2 separate regions of the Mus musculus genome follow, and region 1 is linked to region 2. A link is a contact called in public Hi-C data. All regions are on one chromosome and are shown on one strand. The core of a region is the stretch at or near the end of the contact, and the rest is flanking DNA. Distances in the headings are between cores, read along the strand shown.

What was found. A called contact is a pair of places that touch in the nucleus more often than the background predicts.
Region 1: a Hi-C map of the N1E-115 cell line shows a contact between it and region 2, with 7 times the contacts expected there. The contact joins two enhancer-like sites. A contact is called at or near these places in 8 of 484 Hi-C or Micro-C datasets (the N1E-115 cell line, adipose-derived mesenchymal stem cells, cerebellar granule neurons and 2 more), 2 of 115 datasets of contacts at active chromatin or transcription factors (both in embryonic stem cells) and 2 of 9 other capture datasets (adipose tissue and liver).

Annotation. Positions count from the first base shown.
Region 1 is chr7:107,746,782-107,749,561 of GRCm38.p6, reverse strand. Cyb5r2 (cytochrome b5 reductase 2) reads left to right here. Exons shown (of 9, transcript NM_177216.4): 9 at 1-1,107. It also overlaps a transcript of Ppfibp2 not described here. Among named protein-coding and RNA genes, the nearest start is that of Cyb5r2, 9.9 kb to the left of the region's middle. Within about 2 kb of position 1,376, at least 5 of the 459 cell types and tissues checked have an H3K27ac peak or open chromatin away from gene starts, as enhancers often do. A contact at or near this core is called in the N1E-115 cell line, where this site is marked.
Region 2 is chr7:107,538,920-107,541,672 of GRCm38.p6, reverse strand. The region is part of intron 6 of Syt9 (synaptotagmin IX); the gene reads right to left. Among named protein-coding and RNA genes, the nearest start is that of Olfml1, 27 kb to the left of the region's middle. Within about 2 kb of position 1,417, at least 3 of the 459 cell types and tissues checked have an H3K27ac peak or open chromatin away from gene starts, as enhancers often do. A contact at or near this core is called in the N1E-115 cell line, where this site is marked.

The DNA.
Region 1 (2,780 bases), core at 127-2,626, 210 kb before region 2:
GTTGGCATGGTTAAGTTTCTTCATTTCCCATTTCCCAGAAGCTGTGCTTCAAATCCCATCATTCAAACCAGACGATACAGGGACCACTATTGCCACCTGCAGGTCAAAGTAAGAATAACATACTGGTGCTCTGCTACTGCAGGGGTTAAAGCTCACCCCAACTCCATTCCTTATAATCTTCCTAATGGGCCAGAGGTTCTGCGGAGCTTTTGTTCTCTAAGTCACACAGGAGGAAACAGACAGCGTTAGTCATGCATTTCCCCAGCCATTCAGACAGTGGGTGGCAGAGTTGTCTTTAAACCTGGATCTGTTTAATTTTATGTCCTTTCGGAAGAACTGGCAAAGTAGCTGCAGTGTTAGCACTTGCTGCAGGATTTGCTACTCAATGTGCGTGTGTGTGTGTGTGTGTGTGCATACGGGAGGGTGGGGGGTACAAGAAAAAAAAAAAGAGAGGAATGGGGTTCCCTGGAGCTCTGCTATATCCTTGAATCTCACCCACAGGGGACCAAACTCCGTCTCAAACAGGCCAGGGAGGGACACTCCCACGTTCATTCACCCAATTGTACTCAGTGTATTCTTTCATAATGACCTCCTCGGGGAAAGACACAACGGCTCACTCTCTGCTACATTGCCCCGCTTAGCCTTGAACTCACTCTGTAGCTCAAGTCATCTGTGAACCCCACAACCCTTCTATCTCAGCTTTCCAACTAATAATAACTAGGATTACAAGCATGTGCCACCAGGGTCAGCTGCAAAGCCTTTCACCACTGGACTCATTCCACATCATTGGATCTTTCATTCCGTAGACCTTCTGGTGATTTCACTCGTCACTGGACAAAGCCTGGAGATGCTTTTGGCTTTCCTAGCTAGAGGAGGTGCCAATGACATCTGCACGGAAGACCAAGGATAGTGGTGACTGGCAACTTGATTAAAAGCAGTACACTTGGAACTCACTTAGGCCACACAGACTACAGCAGCTCAGCTGGTTTGTGTATCGGGTACACATGTGCATATAACCTTAAAGTGAACTGTGAACATCTCAGAGGCATACAATGCTGAAGGGCAAAGTGGATTTGGAACCAAAAGAAAGAATAAAGGAAGTGAAGCAAACACAAATCGGTGGACTCACAAAGGTTGGCATGATGGTGGAAAGGTGGCATTCAAAGGAATTCAAAGCAGAAATGTGACTAGGTGACAGAAGTGGAGAATGGTTGGCAGGGATCATCTAGGAAAGTGAGGGACCAAGTAGAAAACCAGGAGCAGCGATCAGACAGCAAGGCTGGAACTAGAACAGTCATGGCCTGGGAGGGAACTGGCTTGTATGAGACACAACAGGAAAAAACAATGAAGTTTGAGTTTAGAGACAGTCCACTAGGGGGCGGTGTTTGACCAGACACTGTACTTGAGGCAGGTGAGGGGGAAATGTGTGTCTTGGAATGAGGGTAGATGAAAGCTGTTGGGGGATCAAGAGGAGAGTCCTGATTCACAGGCCCAGGCTTCTGGAAGTGGACATGCATACTTCTATGAAGCTGCCCCAGAGGGTCCACTACCCCTCCCCCAAATCATTTCACTCAGCCACTGCAGGACACACAGAACAGCTTATACAACCTTTCCCCACCTCCAATCACAGGCTTTCATGAACTAACAGCTCATTGTCTTTGTTCTGCATTTACCACCTCACCTTCACCTCTGCAGGATCAGCTGCAGTTGGCATATAAAAGTACAAAAGGTAGAAAAGTTGCAGTGGAAAGCAAGCGCTGACAACACAGGGAAACGCGGGGACACGACTGGACACCTGTCCCACCCCTCTGCTTTTGCTCCGGTCAACGCCTACATCCAAAGAGGCCCATAAGCTCCATCTCTTGGTGGCTCTGTGCCAACTCCCCATTGAGGTGAACATTGGGGCTCCACGTGTGCCTCTCTAGGCTCTCAGCCATGAAGAATGTCATCTGTAGTCACCAGCATCAGGGACAGCCAGGCGGGTCATTCAGGAGTTGGTCCTGGCTCAGTAGAGTCTGTAAGAACACAGCCAAAGGGGCAGTTTAACAATCCATAGGCCAAGGCTACGGCATCTTCACAAGAAACAGAGCCCAGGAGTGGCCCATATCCAGCATCACTGACCTACAAAGCTATGGTATCCCAAGGAGCCTGTGCACTAAGTGTTGGACAGACAGTAATGTTAAGATAAAAATGGGCTGAGGTCAAAGCCTGGTATACACAAGTGCTTGTCTTTCTTGCACAGTTTCTTAGGTTCAGTCCCTACCACCACCACCCATACATAGGTACACATAAAACTAAGCCTTTCACCTTAGAGGTAGACTTACTATTTCAAGACCACCAAACATTTGTTAGAGATCACGGGCCAAGATTGTACAGAGATATTTCCCTGTGTGAGCCAAAAGACAAAGTCTGTGTGGCACTGACATAAGGAACTCTTCTACTTTGCCTTTAGACGGTTTTCTAACTGTGGGTAGCCATTTCTTGCTACCGCTGGTTTTCCCATGTGATTTATAAGAGGGCTATCATTGGCCCTGCTTTATTAGGGCTAAATAGTATTGGATATCTGAAAGTAACGAACGCCAGTCTCAGAGGGACAACAACACACCTGAGCTCCTAGAGCTACTAAAAGGCAAATAAGGACCTGAGTCACTCCTACCTTCCCCAAAACGTCTTCACTTGGGACCAAGCTGCCACCCCAGGGAAAGAGCATGATTTGTATTCTTGGGCATGGCAGGCTCCCCTAACTTGCAGGGTATATCTATGATATCAGAGGAGCCATA
Region 2 (2,753 bases), core at 168-2,667:
CAGGTGCGATGCATAGGATTTGTAAATGGCAAAGTAATGAAGCTTTTGCACAAGTGTATTTACTCAGAAGCAATTTGTATTTTGTGACACTAATTTTGTCTTATGTTTTACTTTAAATTTATATGTCTAGATTAAAAAAAAAAAACCAAAACAAAACAGACATGCATGGTCTTACGTAGCCCAGGCTGACTTTCAACTTGACACACAGTTGAGACAAGCCTTAAGTTCCTGACCTTCCTGCCTTTACCTCCCAAATTCAGGGGCTACAGGCCCATATTTGTACCACGATGCATGACTTATTTGATTAATAAGGCACATGCCTAACAACAATCTGCGATGCTAGAACATTACTAAATTCATCATTTTAATAGCCATATTTAGGATAACTTATTTTTCTCTATCTTTGGGTGTGTTCTTTTAGATAGGTGTCACTATGTAGCTCAGGCTAGCTTCAAGCTTCTGACAATCCTTCTGCCTTAGTCTCTGGAGTCCTGGGGGGTTACAGGTGTGTGCCACCAAGCCTGGTTTTAACTTGTCAAGTATAGACAGAGTCTAAGTGCTCAGGAAAACATCTTATAAAGCTGATTTCAAGATGCTTATATTGATTTAACCCAAAGCTGTGTGTTTTTATGTTTTAAGCATCATAGGAATTAGTTGTTTGAAAACCATCTTGTTTAATACATAAAATGATTGCCGTTTGAGGTATGTGATATAATTAGATTTTAATTCAACAGTTTTGGTTCAAGGGACTTCAGCCTATCAATTGCTTAAATAGTACATGGATATTTAATAGAATTTTGCTTGTTAGGTTTATAAAATACTGTTTCTTTATATAAAAATGTTCGAGAGAATTTGGTTAAATGTGAACTTGATTTTAGAAGTGTATGGGCATTAATCTGTTAAATTAAGGAGCCAAGAATTCTAGAAAGTAAAGTGAATATTTTAGTTAATGACAAAAACAATTAGCTCACTGATTCACATTGCTAAGCATGTGCTAAGGACTGTTCTGGGAATATGACAAGTGACTGACCACCAACGTTCATCTCCTCATGTTATATGCAGGCTCTCCACACTTCTAATCATCCTTATTTTATTTTTATAAAACTACCTGAAATGCTTCACCATGCTTATTCCATCTTTCTTCCTGAAGGATATAAGTTCCACTTAAGAGAGAATTCTCATCTTTTCAATGTGTCACCAGCACCCATTGTAAGTATTCAGCTGATATTTGTTGAACAAATACTTGAAGGCAGCAATTTTATCTTCAAAGTGATTGTTTCAAAGGAAGTCTGGCTGATCCTTCCTCAACAGAGAATGTCACAACACAGCAAACGATGCCACGGAAATGGGAGTCTTGAAATAATCACCGAGATAAGCTGCCAGCAAGGCAGCCAGCAAGAGGATCCAGAGTGTTCCAGAGGAAGTACTTGCCCCACCCAGTCTGCCTTTTAAACTATGAGGACCATCTGAGACATTATGCTTGAGGTTGTAAAATCTTCTGAGATGACCAATAGGACCTTGATTGCCGTGTTTAACTCATGGGTGTAGTCTAAGGCTTGGAGAAGTAAGTGCCACAGAGAAAGCAGGGGTCTAGGAAAAGAGCATGTCAGTTTGCACAGGAGTGCTCACTTATTTTTATGTATTAAGAGAACCGCTGTGCTCCCAGATTTGAAAGTTGGCATGCAGAGACTATAAGAAATCAGCAATCATTTTATGTATCCTGAGATGAGAGAAATTGGTATTCCACCCAACGGGAATGTACTCAGGACTGACTCTGCCAGGAAATTTATGGGGTACAGGTTATATGATGATGAATAGCATGCTCTAGCCTCAAGTAGCAGCTGGAAATGTGGGGGATGACACATACACAGATGATATCAAGTGTCACCAAATGCTATGTTAGGGTGAGGGGCCAGGGAGCTAAGAAGCACAGACAGAGAACAATAAGCTCATCTCGTACTGGAGGAGCTTCGGGATACTTTCCCAGGATGATAGCCAATCAGACGCTTAAATGATGACTTTCCCAGGATGATAGCCAATCAGACGCTTAAATGATGAACTAGATGTAGCTGGGTAACAGGTAGGAAAGAGAGCATAGACAAATCAAAGCAGGAACAAGGATGTATAGTAAATAAAAAGAATTAAATGGACCGAGATCAATTAGGCATGGCCCCAAAGTAAAGTGAAAGGGGGAAGTGGGGGGGACGACAGACAATGGTCAGGGAGGGGCTTGATGGCAAGGGAACCCTGAGGTTGTTCAGGATGGAGGGCAGTTACTAGAGGATTTTATGTAGTGTAAGCAGGGAGGGATTGGGGATCAATCTGGAGCTCTGGGTAGGGCTGTGAGGATATATCCTGGAAGGACTGCTCCTCAGAGTAGATAGTGCCTTCTGCTGGCCACCTAGACATAAAGAAGTCTGAGGAAAATTCAGGGCTTGCTTTGCCTGCTCACCTTCAGGCCCTGCTGGTAGGTGCATGCATTTTGTGGCTGCTGCTATTCTTCCCTGAAGTGGGCAATCTAGTTACGTTGACCTTCGAAGGTGGACTGAATCCTCCAGGCCTCCTTCAGTGCCAGACTGGGACTGCTGGAGCATCTACCCTCATGGACAGAACTGTTAACACATCCTCAACCTCTCTACCATGTAAACAGCCACTGCTAGACTGCCTGGCTTGTGCTGTGTAAACCAAGCTAATAAACTCTGTAATCTATATTCGTTCTGTCAATTCTGTTCCTCCAGAGAACACTGACTAAT